Regions from separate parts of the Mus musculus genome. Here region 2 is linked to region 1. Evidence: chromatin contacts called from public promoter capture Hi-C data. All regions are on one chromosome and are shown on one strand. The core of a region is the stretch at or near the end of the contact, and the rest is flanking DNA. Distances in the headings are between cores, read along the strand shown. Region 1 holds the start of Ctnnal1 (catenin (cadherin associated protein), alpha-like 1). Region 2 holds the start of Ecpas (Ecm29 proteasome adaptor and scaffold).

Evidence for each region. Promoter capture Hi-C pulls out the DNA fragments that hold promoters and counts their contacts.
Region 2: a contact with region 1 is called in a promoter capture Hi-C map of liver, with 8 times the contacts expected there. The contact joins the promoter of Ecpas here to the promoter of Ctnnal1 in region 1. A contact is called at or near these places in 4 of 39 promoter capture datasets (cranial neural crest, hippocampal neurons, liver and 1 more).

Annotation. Positions count from the first base shown.
Region 1 is chr4:56,862,540-56,869,866 of GRCm38.p6, reverse strand. Ctnnal1 (catenin (cadherin associated protein), alpha-like 1) reads left to right here and starts at 4,656. Exons shown (of 19, transcript NM_018761.3): 1 at 4,656-4,890. The coding sequence starts at 4,753.
Region 2 is chr4:58,908,981-58,916,307 of GRCm38.p6, reverse strand. It overlaps Ecpas (Ecm29 proteasome adaptor and scaffold), which reads left to right and starts at 3,559. Exons shown (of 49, transcript NM_172381.3): 1 at 3,559-3,832. The coding sequence starts at 3,811.

The DNA of each region.
Region 1 (7,327 bases), core at 3,407-5,906:
GAGGAATTTTTATAGGGTCATCATTAAGACTTAAGACATTACCTGTTTGTCTGGATAGCACCACCACAAGGCAGTACATCTTTGTAGATTTGCAGACATCTGCTCCAAAAGGGTGTGCTATTACTTAGTGATTGTTATATATGTTGTTAATAACAACAGGAAAAGCATATTAATAGCAGGAATCTCTCCTAAAATGAATCCCTCACAGCCTTGCTTAAGAAGGGCACACCTGTTGCAGACTACATAATAATCCAAAGCAGGCCATTTCAGGATGTTCACCTGCTAGTTATTAGCTTGGCCCATTATGACTCCTGACATTGGTTGATGTCCTGGAACAGAATATCCATTCCTTCCTACCCTCCTGACTCCTCTACGGCATTAGAAGCCCAGTTTCCCATTCTGCCTAACTCCTTGTCTGGGCACCACTTGTAAGCAGACTTTTTGGCTACTTTATACATGTGCATGTGTGTGCATTTGTGTGTGTGTGTGTGTGCATTTGTGTGTGTGTGTATGTATGTATGTATGTATGTGTGTAACCAGGACCTCATTGCTCAGGAGAATGCACCCATGAAGCAAAAGTAGCTCAGTAAAACTGAGAGCAGAAATCCTCCATAGCATCTTGGATTGAACAGATAGATTATGGGTTAATTTACCAATTTCTGTCCGCTTTAAGCTGCAGGATTTGTTCATCCTGCTAACAAATGGGGAGCTAACAAGCTGTGCTCACCCATTTACTGCTGTTTTTGCTACAAGAACGAGGTGCAGGTCTGGAAGTGTAAGTTCCATGTTCTGCACATTCTGCCTGATCTCTCACTCTTATTTTTAGCAGTTATGTGCCAGCCTCTTTGGCTGCCAGGATTAGATAATAAATCCGTGAGAGTCCTGACCCTTCTTCCCTGAGAACCAGCTGCTTTCCTTTGGGCTCTGAGATGAGCCTGGGTTGGAAAGTGGTGACCAAGATGTGTTCTGTAGAGGCCCTGTGTCCAAACTGTGGCTTTGGGCATGGCAGCTGTTTGTACCAGTGTACAGGCAGCAAAGCACTTGTAGGAAAGGTCTTCTAGCTAACCTTGGCCTTCATATGAACTCACCATGCTCTCGGGACTTCAGCATTTCTCTGTTTCCCACTTTTCTAGGTGACTGAGAAGTGTGCCAAGAAGTGCTGGGACCTTCAGGCCAATAGGTTTAGACTAGAATACATTTGTTTAGGTGGTATCCTGAGGTTTTACCCTGGTGTATGGGGAAATACTTTCCATACGCCAGTCCTACCTAACCTTCCAGTATCTTCTGAGGGCCTCCCACAGCCTTTCCGAGTGGGACTTTGCCCTTTTCACAGTGAAGATTGCTTATGGCAATATACTCCCAAATTTTTGTTCCTGCAAAGAGTAACTAGTATTTATTTTCTATTTATTTATTTATTTATTTTATCAGTTTCTAGTCTTTGCTCATTATGCTATCAAATCTGTTAACTCACTAAGGTCTGGGGAAAAACTAATATCTGAACCCATGAAACAGCCTTCTCAATAGCTTAAGACGACTTGGAGAATTGTAGGTAGAGTCTTCTCACCAGTGTCACAAAAGCTTGGTGCCTGGAGGGGCTGTTGTAGTCAGGTTATGCCTTTGTTTTAGACAAGGAAACCAATGTGTGGGTAAAGTAGCTTACGCAGCAGCCAGTTAGCAACCGAATTCAGATGGAACAGGTCCTCTCCATCAGCCTGCCTTCTGCTCCTCCTGTCTTCCTCACGGCTCAGTCACTTTTGTCACACATAAATAAAAAAAGAGAAAAGTGGAAAGTTCCCTATAGCACTTGTATGCACAGTTAATAGAGTTGTAAGAGAAAAGCTGCCGTGGGAGGGGAGATTCCATGGTCAATTAAAATTGAGGAATGCTAACTTATTTCCTTTCCCTGGGCTGTCTGAGTTTCTATTATGCCATGACACATTTTGATCTTAGGAGGGGACAGACTGTTGCACTTGATATTGTTCTCCTGTCCTCGCCCCCATTTCTCTGAGCATCTCAACCAGTTTTTGGTCAAGTTTACAGGTCTTCTAGAAGACGATTTCCAGTGAAAATACTGGCAGTGAGTTTGTTATGGTGCTGCGATGGCATTGGTAACAAGCCCCAGCGGTGCAATGAGCTACCAGAAAGACTTAGCTGCCCAGAGCTGTCCTTGCAAGGAGTTTCTTTCCCACCTGGGGCACACAAAGTCAGTATTTGTGTTTGATTTTGCAAGTTACCCAAGAATTAATTAACTAATGGAAATGTATTGGTGATGTTGATACTGCAGCTTAGCAATGCTTCTGTGTGGCACTTTATAATCTTCAGGCGCCTTTGAGGACTCCCTGTGAGCCAGGCAGTATCGCAGTGACTGTATGGTCAGAGTCCTAGGAGCCCTGAAAAACTGGTTGCTGATTCTGTCTCTTCCCCCTCCTGCCCTCCTCTCTCCGAAGTTTACATCCTAAAAGGATAGAGCCAGAACTTGGTTACAGAGTCTCTGACTCCAAGTCCAAAGTTCTTTATACTGGTCTTTCCTTCTAGCTTTATGTATACAACAAAAGGTATGGAAACAGATCTTCACACTGTTTTTGCTTATTGTGAAAACCAATTCTTTTGTATTGGAGTGACCCAGAAGTGTAACTCTTACTACATTTTGTCCCTGTAGTGCCACTTGTTCAGGGACTTGGATTGTACTCCAGATACTGTTTGATTGTGAAACTAAGATTGAACATACCGCTGTAATTATTTAACTCTGAAAATATATCGCCTCTGCATTCTCAGGTGAAGGAGATGGTTTGAAAGGAAAAATAGTGTTCAGATGAAACAATAAATATTCTTTATTACACAAATGCCGTTTCTTAGCTTTAATTTGCTTTCACAACTTGTTGATGATCTTTGTAAAATGTAAAATATTTATATTTTGAAATAAAGTTACAAATGTTGAATGAAACCGGTGATAAACTTAGCCTCCTCTTTTTGAGGAATTTGAACTTTGTCCAGACTTTCCCTGGGTATCCTACCTTTGGTGCCACTATCTATACTGATGCCAGTATTTTTATGAAATTGGGTCATCTTACATGAGGGAAGCTGTCTGCAGAGTAAGTGTTTACACCATAAAGAGGCCAGAAGAGTCCATAGCTGAGGCAGAAGTCCTCAGTGGTTTGGTGGGAGGCAGCCTTGTAGATCAGGCGTGAGAGAGGGTTAAGGTAAGTGTTGGGAGAAGGAGCCTGGAGAAAGCTCTGCAGCTCAGGGTGCATACTGTTCTTCTAAAGGAGCCAGTTCAATTCCTAACACCTATGTTGGACGGCTGGTAACCCCCTTAATTCAGCTCCAGGAGATCTGATGCCTCTGTCCTTCAGGCACTGCCCTCACGGACACATGCCCACGTGTAGACACACTTTACAAGAAAAAAAGAATTGGAGGATGAGTTGAATTCAGGAGCTCTTTTATACCATTACCGGAGATGCCCATGCTGCTTGGGCAGGTGAAACTGAGTCCTTCAGCTTCCCTTCCAACACTGCAAGCCGAATCCATCAGCCTAACTTGATGAAGAAAGCCAGTCTCAGATTCCTTTTTGCCCCCACGTGTGCTCATTAGCAGCTATGGTCCTTCAAAAATGCTTTATTGTGCTGCTTAGTCAGTCGCTGGGTCCTTCCTAAGGTCAGTGTAGAATCTTTCTTAAGACACAGGCTTCTGAATGCCTTCCTTGGCTTTGTTCCTGGAAACTGGAGGAAAAGGCGCTTTGGCACCTCTTCTCACCACAGGGATTCTGTGTGAGCTCATGGTTGGGCTGAGAGAATGGATTCTTAGCCTTAAGTGACTTCAGTCAGACACATCTTTTCATTCAAGGAGCAGTTAACATGCTGCTAGTTCTTGGCTAATATTAGAAACAATGTTACAAGTTTTTAAAAGGTATTATTTAGCCAGAGCCCAAACTTTTGTTTTTGATTCTCTTGAAGGTGAATTCTAAAGGTAACTGCAAGATACACTGCCTTCTTGCTGAGTATCAAGATATGTGAATATATTATCAAATGTTTCAACTCTGTAAGAGATACAATCAGAACATAGAAGTGGAGGCGAAATGGGACTGTCTTTCCTCGGAAGCCATTGAAAGAAAGATGGTTACAAGTGTAATTGATGTCTCAGTCCCAGGGCAGAGGTTCAACACCATAAAAACATGTAGAAATATTTACGGGAAATCAGAATTGACTTTTGAGGCAAATGGATTTGGTGGAAAGCTTTGTTGGGGACAGTTGTCTTCTGGTAAGAGGCCACATAAACTTGTGGAGGCTCTCGGGTGGCCTGCTCTAGATAAAATTAGGCTTTGGAACTCACCCTTGAGGAAAGAGGCACAGGGGCGGCCAGAGGGCGGGTCCGCGGGGTGGGACTATGGCAGTGGATGGGTGGGGCCGCCCAGGTATTAGGGCGGAGCTGGTGGGGCGTGCCACCCTAGAGGCGGAGCTGATGATCCTGGACTGCTACGCGCCAGACTATGGGTCAGTGGGCGGGACGTAGAGGGGGCTCGGCTAGGGTGCTGGGCAGAACTAGCTAGAGTTGGGTGGCCTCGAAGGCGGGGCCCGCGCGGTGGTACAGGCCTGGGGGCGGGGATACGGGCCCAGGGTCGCATGGAGGCGGGGCCGAAGTAGTGGCACAAGGGTAGGGGTGGGGCCTCGGTGCGGCGAGGCGGCGGGCAACCCGGAGGCTGGTTGGCGGGCAGGCAGAGGTGCGGATAGCGCGCTGTGCTATCGGTGGAGGGCCATGGCCGCTTCTCCAGTCCCGGGCGGTGGCGGTGCGGGAGCTGTCCACTCCTCCAACGCGGCTGGCTTCACCTTCGACTCGGGACTGGAGATCAGGACGCGCTCGGTGGAACAGACTCTTCTGCCCCTGGTTTCTCAGGTACCGCGGCCCCTGGTCCCCGTGTGCGCTGCCCGCGATGGCGGCGGGCGCTCTTTCCTCGGTCCGGCTTGGCGGGGCGGGAGGCGGCGCTGTCCCGCATTGCGCGAGCAAGACGGCGGCACGGCGGGACTCGCGTGGGGGCCCAGAGCCGGGCGGCTACTCCTGGGCTCGCGGTGAAGCGCTGGAAGCGCTGGAGCCCAGCAGGTGCGTTGTTCGGCCTAGGCAGCCGGACCCGCCTGGCCCAGTGGCTCCGAGTGAGGCCCAGCCGCGGGTCAGTAGGACCCCTATGGGGTTCTCTGACTTCCAGAGCCAAGCTGGCGGCCGCTGCTCAGTCGGCCGCCGCTGTCGCTGTCCGCATCGCAGGCCAGACCCAGGCGCTGGGTGCAGACTAAGGCATTCCAGTTTGCCTCTTACTCCAGCGTGTTCTCCAAGGCCTTTGTCCTGTTCCCTTGGTCATGTGTGGGCTCGCCCAACTCCCACCCACTCCGGCCACCTGTCCTGTCTCTCCCTGTCATTTGCCTGCCCACCACCTCTGTCTGCTAGAACTCTGTAGAGTGACAGGAAGGAGTGCTTAATCCTGATTGATGCACACCTTTTGCAAGGTCTCAGTTGGGATTAGTGCATTATTATATTTTGAGTTATAAAAGAAGTCTAGAATCAGCTAGGATGTGCTTAATTAAAAAAAAAAAGTTTGTCTCTCTGAGCTGAGGTATACATAACCCGAGGGCTAGAATTCCTCATCTACAGCTATGGTACTGTGCCAAACACCAAGGGAGGAATTTTGTCTTTGGCTGTGCGTTGGCGATGTGTGACTCATACTAAGCCTGTAACACCTTGGTGACTCATGCCAGGATTACCAAGATTTTAGAGGTAGAAAGAATCTTAAATTATCTTATCCGACTCCAAATTAAAAGATGATTTCTTACAACAACCTCAACTCCTGTCCACCAATGCCTTACATAAACACGTTTAATGAAAGGGAGGTTGTCACTATTCCATAGACTTTTAAATACTGTCTGTTCCAGCCTGGTCGCAAAAATATTTGAAAATTGTAGTTTTATATGCTTCTGAAATTCTTCTAATGCTAATGAAGTAAATATCCCCATTTTCCTCCCTGCATCCTGTGATTAATGGAGCAATGGTGACTATACCTGGCACTCTGTGGCTTTCTGTCTTCCTGAGTAATGCATGCATGCATGGAAGAGCCGCCATTTCCTTTCTAGCACTTACATCTCCTTCCACCCTGGAGACTTCCCCGAACTCCCCATCACCAGAACAACCACACCCCATAAGTGGCGAGGAATGGAGAGAGATGAGAGTGATGGGCTAGAGGCGGATTAGGCTTTACCCATCTCCTTAGTACTAGAAGTTTGCCAGTGCTAACTCATTTAATTCTTGCCACCCCTGAGGTGAGGTGTGGGGTTGTTTCTCTCAGAAGGCAGATGAAGAAGTGGACCGTTAGTTAGATCAGCTAACCTGATGTTAGGAATTTCAACTCTTAAATGCCCAAGAGGGGTTTGAATCCAGGTAGCTTGCCTCCAGTAGTCTGTCTGCTTTTTAGCCACCCCCATGTCCCTTCTAGAGATAAGAGGAGGTGATGTGAGCAGGGCAGAGTAGTTACAAAAAAAAAGTTCCAGTGTAGAAAAACTATCCAGAGAGCTGCAGTCTGAAAAAACAGTAACTTTGTATAGTATCATTGCTAAAACGTTACCAGTACTATGGAGCTGTGTTTTTACCAGTACTATGGAGCTGTGTTTTTTATTCTAAAGCAAGAGAGCAGAAGAGGAAAAGTGTAATTTGCTGCTAAAAATTAACTGGAGGGGAAAAATGCCCTTCCCCGTTTGGTACGTGATGCCTTATTCAGCATCACGGTTGAGGTTCTGTGTCCCACAGTTGTGGCGGTGCCACAGTTCCATGACCGATGTGCATAACGACAGACCATCCTCACAGTATCAAGAGATGCATAAAGCATGGTTAGGGTGCTTGACTGACAAAGTATGGAAGTACATAAAGACAATTTAGACTGATTTCAAAGTTTCACTGAGTTTAAGATATTAAAACTGGAGCTGGGGACATAGCTCAGTTTTTATACATGTGACCCCCAGCATCACATAAGCTATGGCAGTTCATGTAAACTCTGCACTCAGGAAGTGGAGTTTGGGGCCAGCCTGACTCACATGGATCTCTCTCTTCCTCCTCCTCCTCCTCCTCCTCCTCCTCCTCCACGTCCTCCTCCTTGTCATCGTCGTCGTCATCGTCATCCTCCTCCTCCTCCTCCTCGTCCTCTCACCCTCTTATTCTCTTCTCTCCCCCTCTGAGTTTGGGGCTCGGGGTGGGGTGGGGACAGCCCTCTGGAAAACTCACATGCTCAAGAGTTTCTCTTCTATCCGGGCGTGGTGGCGCACGCCTTTAATCCCAGCACTCGGGAAGCAGAGAC
Region 2 (7,327 bases), core at 2,310-4,809, 2.0 Mb before region 1:
CAGGTGATTTGTACATGTGGAGACTGGACTTTCTATATACAATAGACTAAGTTGCTAATTATTCTTGTCTAAAGGCTAAAATCTCCTCAGTTGCTGTCCTTAACTCATATTTGGTTTTTATTTGACATGGCTACGAAAGGTTCCACTTGAAATTATGGAAAGACACTTTCCCTAACCAGTCATTGTGAGACAGATACAAGGCACTCAAATCTCTTTGAGCTTCCTTTCAGTAGAGGTTGAATAAGGTTAAACACTGTGAGGTAAGTACTAGTTCACAATAGGCCTTTAATGTAGATACTCTTTCATGTCTTTCCCTTTTAAATGATCAAAGCTGTCTTGATTGAGCCACTCACCATTTGACAGACAACTGTCAGACTCTTCCCATCGAAAATGTCAATCAAGCAGTCCCTTTTAGGGGGCTACAGCAGGAGTGCTGCTATCATGGTGGCCTGGCTGCTTTGAACATTGCATGGGAACTGAGCAAATTCAACTGTAGTTTTGAGCACCATTATGATGATAGCTGCTTAAGAGGTCTCATTTTTGTCATGTCTGTCCTAGTCAGCTTGCACCAGCTCTTGGAGACTTCACTGTCATCATGATAAGTCTCAGGGACATCTTGATGATGCTACCTATCTTGAGTTATAGTCTGCTTAGGCCAAGGGGAACACGTTCCCTGGTGACTCAGCAAAAAAGTTCTTGATTGACACACACGAACTAGGTCATGATTGCTAAACAGGCAAAGCTCTGACTGATGGAGCGAGGAGCTGCTCCTACAGATGCCACACCCCCTTTCTGGCTTTATAAGCAGCCTGCTTCTTAGTCTCATGGGGTCAGTTTTGAAGCCTTCTTTTCCATGTACTATCTCTGTACTATCATACTAGGCTCCAATAAAAAGTCTCTCTTGAGTGGCCTTTCATTTGCCCATACATAGTCTTTACTATAGGTAGAGTGGACTAAACTTGTTGCATGGAGAGAAGAGAGCACTGGGGTGGTGTTCAGCCTCAGCATGGGTACTAACAGAGGTGGTGGCGACAGCAGCAGCAGCAGCAGCGGAAGTGAGAAAATAGCCCGAGAGCTTCAGAGAGCAGGCCATGGCAGGAGACTGTACAGAGAAGAGCCGAAGGTAAGAAACAGTGAAGGGTGGAGTCAGTGAGGTTGAAAGTCCCATCCATGCAAGACTTCCAGAGAGCTGGCGGGGGTTCAGAGCCAAGGGTCCTGATAATTGAGGTTTGCTGCTGTAACACCAGCTGCTGGGTTCTGTGCCCAGAGTGATAGCCTCTGTCCGGAGTTCCTAAGGTTCCAAGCCTGGCTGAGCAATTTTGGAGCAAAAAGCCCCTGACTTTGAGGGCTGTGGCTTGCTTTGACCTGAACCACTTACATGTACTTATATATACTTACATATACTTACATGTATAGTGTAAGCCTCTGCCTTTTAAAGCTTAGAGTCATATACCTCTAGGCCTGTACACCTCTGACTTAGTAAGCCTCTGCTCAAGAGCTCAGAGATGCTAACACCAAGGAAACTATTCTTGCCACTATTTTTTTTCTGAGATTTTGTTTTATGTGTGTGGGTGTTTTGTCTGCACATGCACGTCTGTTCCCCACACGCATGCAGTGCCCGCAGAGGTTAGAAGGTGTCAGTCAGATCTTGTGGAACTTGAGTTACAGATGGTTAACTGCCATTTGGACCCTGGGAAGTGAACAAGGGTCTTCTGGGAGAGCAACCATGCTTCTAACCACTGAGCCATCTCTCCAGCCTCTATCCTTGCCATCTCTGAACACCTAAATAGATAAAAAAAAGACCCTTAGCCAGCCTTTCATGACATTTAGAGTGTTTTACTATAGAGTACAGAACTAGGAGAGTTCGTATGCATCAAACGGCTGACAAGTTTTGAATCCTTTCTGAGGAGTAGTGGACAATGGTACTGGGAGGGGTGGAGAGACATTTCTGTACTTTAGTATTGTTTATAAATGGTCATTGCATTTATTTTGGAAGAAATGCCAAACCAAAGAGCAAGAATGTCCACTAAAAAAGCACTGAGGCTCAGAGCACTATACAAATCTAGTCAGTTTCAAGTCCCCAGGAGGGAGAGGGTGGAGTTAGTCTGGAGTTAGTCAATCTGGAGAGTAGGGTGAGATTGGGGATATGGGAATGGGGCTGGGGAGAAGGTACATATACTATTAAGTCATTAACAAATGGTAATGTAGTTCTTCCAATTAATAGTGAAAGTGTTTGTGGGGGTTGAAAACATTTACCCAGAACCTGGACTCCACCTGTGTTTGCTTTTCTGTCACTGTGACAAGTTTATGACCATTTAAAATGAGTAAAAAAACAAAACTGTATTTGGCTCACAGTTTCAGAGGTGTGGTACATGGTCACTTGGTTCCATTGCTGTGGACTTGAGGTGGGGCTGGACACGTGGCAGGGTGTGTGTGATGAAATAAAGCAGCCCCTCTCACGGCAAACACGAAGCAGACAGCAATGACAGGAAGAGGCCATTGCAACACAGTCCCTAAGAACACACCTCCAGTGATATACTTCCTTCAGTTAGCCCCACCTCCTGCTTTTCCATGGGCAATGGAGCTGTGCAATCAGTATTAACCTCTGATTAGGCCAGACTCTCAGGATCTAATTATTGTCCCAAAGTCCAGCATTAGGCAAAACAAGCAGCAGGGAAGGAGTGTGTGTGTGTGTGTGTGTGTGTGTGTGTGAGAGAGAGAGAGAGAGAGAGAGAGAGAAAGAGAGAAAGAGAGAGAGAGACCATATCCAAGTTTTATCACTATGAACCAAACTGAACCTGGGGCTATACATGTGTGCAGAACTAGGTCTTGAAGCATCAACAAATTCTACATTTAATAATTTTTCTCTTGGGTGTGAGATGGGTGAGGTAGCTGAACTAGGAGGAAGGACTCTTATTTTTATGATAATGACAAAGATAATGTAACTTTCTTTGTAAATGTAAAATTAATACAGGAAGTAACATGGTCAGTGTTTGTTGCTATCTCGTACTTGCCTAAGTTACATTGGGAGCCGCATGTATTCAAATTTCAAGGCATTATCTAGGGCCCTAGGGATTCCATTTTGCGGGAATATATGCAACTTCAGTTCATTTAGGGTCTCGATTATTTTCTTTTCCTCTAAAAATGTCTTTGATCTGGCACCTAATTTCTTTCTTTTTTTTTTTTTTTTGGTTGTTCTTATAGTAACCATATAAGCCCTTGATTTGAATTCCATTTTGCAGCTGTACACGACCTCATGGACCAACGAGAGGCTTAAAGTTAAAAGTTGGGATTGCCACTAAACTCGGGTTAAGAAGAAGGACTCTAAAGCACGTCTTGGTAGCTCAAATATCGTGGTTTCCGGCCCTTCCCTGGCTCGCAGCTCGCTCGGGAGGCTAACGTTAGGGGAGCATCCCCCAGGGTGAGCCCTCGGTGCAGGTCCCTCTGGGCTTTAACTTCGGGGCTGCTCGGAGGCCCGGCCTGAGTCAGCGCGGCGGCCGAGAAGTTGGGCGCGAGGCGCAGGGCGGGGCTTCCTCCTCTTCCTCCTCCTCCTCCTCCGATTCGAGCCCCGCTCTACTTTTCCGAGTCCGCGTCTCTTCCTCCGTCCGGGCGCGTGTTCCTCCAGCTCCGACCAGGCGGACGTGACAGCCGCAGACCTTTAACGCCACAGCCCGGGGCGGGGAAGCTCTCCGCGGCAGCCAGGACAGCCCGGCTCCGCTCGGCCGCACGCAGGCTCCTCCGGAGCGGCCGCGCGTCTCCTCGGGCCCGGCCCGTCCTCCACCTCGCTGGGTCGCCGCAGCATCCCGGGCTATGGAGACCGGCTCCGACTCAGGTCAGAGGCCGCGTGCTTGCGTGCGGCTGAGGGAATGAGGCTCAGGTCCAGGGGTTGGCCCGCCGCGTCTGCGTCTCCCGCTCCGCGCCGGGGAAGCTTGGCGGCGGCAGGTGGGCAGGACGCGGCGCGAGCGAGGCAGCGAGGGCGGGCGAGCGGGCGCGCGAGGGGCCGGCGGAGGCGGAGGGGGAGGGGGGAGGATGGCTCAGCTCTTTCTAAATATAAGAGCCGGCGTGAGGCTAGCAAGCCGGGCGCCGAGCCGAAGAGCCGCCGCGCGGTCACTCGGCCGCACGGGCGGCAGCGGCTCCTCCGAGGCGCGAGGCTGAGAGGGAGCTCCCGAGTCGCGAGCTCGCGAGGCGCGGCGAGAGCGACGCTCGCAGCGCAGAGGACGCAGGCAGCGGGCGGGCCTCGAGGGCGCAGCGCGGCCCGCGTGAGAGACCCGAGGCGGCTCCGGGCCCCTGCGGCACGGCGCGGCGCGGCGCGGCACCGCACGGCACGGCACGGCGACGGCCGCGAGCCCCCCTCGCCGGCCGCCCGCCCGCCCCTCCCTCGCTCGCTCCCGGGCGCAACATGGCTGCGGCCGCCGCCTCCGCCTCCCAGGACGAGCTGAGTAAGTGCGGCGCGGAGCCTGCAGCTGGGAGCGGGATTTAACTCCACGCAGGACCGGGGCTGGGCCCGGCCAGACACGGGAGGCTGGGGGGGCGCGGGGCCGGGCAAGTGGGTGTGCGGTGGTCTCGGCACGGGGCTCCGGGGCTCAGGCCTGGCGGGAGGGCGGGCGAACAGGCGCGGGCCGCCGCCGCGGGCGCTCGTAGGCCGCAGGTTTGCAATGTCACGTCGTGAAATTGAAACCAGAGCCCCGGGCTTAGCTACCCCTGCTCGAAATCTGCTTCGGCCCGGGCTTTGGGGGGATCCCGGGCCCCTGGCTTGCTACCGGAGCTGGCGCGCGGCCTGTCGCCCCCAGGTCGGACTGTGTCCACCCGTCCGTTCCGTCAGACCCCCCGCATGTCCCTTGATTCTGACTGACGGGCGAATTCTGGACGTGGAGCTTTGGGGAAGGGGAGAGGGTTGCCTTTCCCGCACCTCCAAGGAATCGGCAGAAAGGTCACAGATGGGAGATGACTTTCAGGTTGAAGCTGTAAAGGCCAATAGGGCCGCTGTTAATGGCAGAAAAACAAAACAAAACAAAAAACAAAACGAGGGTGACGGAGCTGTCAGAAAGGAGAGAGTCCCACTCCATGCCAAGCGTTGCGATTTTCCAGGGGATGACGATCCAAGCTCGCTGGGAGCAGTGGTCGCCCTTAATGCCAGGCCGCCCAGCCTGCTGCCCGTGTTCCACTCTATGCTTTGTGGGAAGTGTAGTTCTAGGATGTTGTCAGCCTATTCTGGGGTCATAAATATTCAGTTTTCGTGAGATATGTAGGATAATCGATTGCGTTTTGGGTGGTTGGTTCAAATGCTTTAGGGTATTTACGAGAAACCTACTCCCCTATGTTGCCCTTCAGTAAAGACTAACAAAGAAAGGTGTTATTTGAGGATGATGTGTATTTTAAATGCCAGCATGGGTGAGGTGTTGTAAGCGTATGTTTGTGAAGCTTATGTTATTAAAGCGTCTCAATCGCCATGTGAAAGTAGTTAAACTTAATTTATGTTTCTTTGGTGCTTGGCATTTGAAAGCTACTTTTATGAACGTGATCTCACTTTTGCCCTCATAACAACCTTGTGTGGCAGGTAGGTAGGAATTATCCCTTGTTTCAAAGAGGAGGCATAAACGTTTAGAGGGATTAAGTTCCATGCTGCTTTGAACTGGTGGAGCAGGAGTGCTAGTTGCTCGGTTGGAAGCTGAAGTACGCGTTTGGTTTGGCTCTGGGAAGAAAGGAGACTCTGAGGAGAGCAAGAAGAGGGAGGTCTCCGGTACGGAGAGGTAGATGGAGGTGGCCACAGTGTTGAGTGTTTGCCTCACAGTCCCAATGGAACCAACACTTGACCTTTGAAGAGACCAATTTCTCAGTTTTATTTTTCAGTGTTTTTATGGTGGTGTGATACGCATCACAAGATTTATCATCCTAACCATGTTTTAAGTGTGAAGTTCAGGGTCATTGTGTACATGGACTCTGTTGTGCAATCACCACCTCCGTCCATCTTCAGGATTCTTCCATCTTTCAAGACTAAAATTCTGTAATTGTTAAACAACTCCTTCCCTCCTCTTCCTTGAATCCCCTGGCAGCCACTTTTCTGCTTTTTGTCTCTGAACTTCACCATATAACTTTTCACTGTTTGTCTCCCCCCCACTCCCCACCCCGTTTTGTGGCTGTGTTTTTTTTTTTTTAATTTAGTATAATGTCTTCAAAGTTTATCCTTGCTATAACATCTGCCATGATTTTCTTTCTAAGATTGAATAATTCTCTCTTGCATGTAATACATTTTCTTATCCATTCATCTTACTATGGATGAATGCTTCCAAATTTTAGTTGCCATCCATAATGCTGCAGTGGTCCTCCTTTCAGTTCTTTTGGGAATAACCCTTAACTTTTGAGGAACTGCCGCTTTCTTTGTTTCACTTTTGTGGTTCTGGGGATTGAAGCCAGAGCCTTTGACATTAGTATGAAGTGCTAGTATGTGAGTGCTCTGCCACCAGTCACACTCCCAGCCTGCCATTTGTCTTTTTCCCAGTGACCATGCCATTTCACACTCCCATCAACACTGCATAAAGGGTTTCACTTCTCCATATTATTGTCAATAATTATTAGTTTCTGTAATCTCACTAGTACCATTTTAGCAGACATCAGGTCATCTGATATCAATTAGAAATAATATGTATTTTAAAATTGACGTGTCTCATGGTGTTTGGGTTTCTGTTGTAACACTAACATTAACATTTCAGTTACTGGTAGAGATGGGAAAGAAAATGAGAAAGAGTTAACAATTTGGAGTGGTTCAAGTGTTTCTGTATCTACAGTGTGCACTTATATATCAGATACCTGTTAAGATGCTGAGGGTATTTCTGGTTAAGAGATTTATTGGCGTTAGCAGCAAATGTTAAAGTTAGGAACAGATAGTCCCATTCTAGCTGTTCTGTTTTCTTTGGTCAAATTACTGTACCGAAGAAATTTGTTGATTTAGCTTCTGTTTTTATTCTGGAGAAATTAAAGACTTGGTATTTGGTACCTTAGAATAACTTGAGACCATGCACATGTGTGCAGGTTAAGACATTTCAAAAGAGGATGGTGACATTTTTTGGCAATCCCAAACATGTATAAAGCTGAAGCTAGAGCTATAGTTTGAGGTCAGCCTGAAGTGTATGGCAAAAGCCACCCCCTTACCCCCAAGCATTTTTTTTTTTTTTTAAAGAATGGCTGTATTAAGAGGAGGTGAATGGTAAAGGTGCTTTGAATGTTCCAAGAAAAAGGAGCTAATTATCTGAACATCTGGTGGTATTTTACTGTTTTTGAGATTGGTTTTGTTATGTTACACATGCTAGTCTCCAACTCTTGGGCTCCA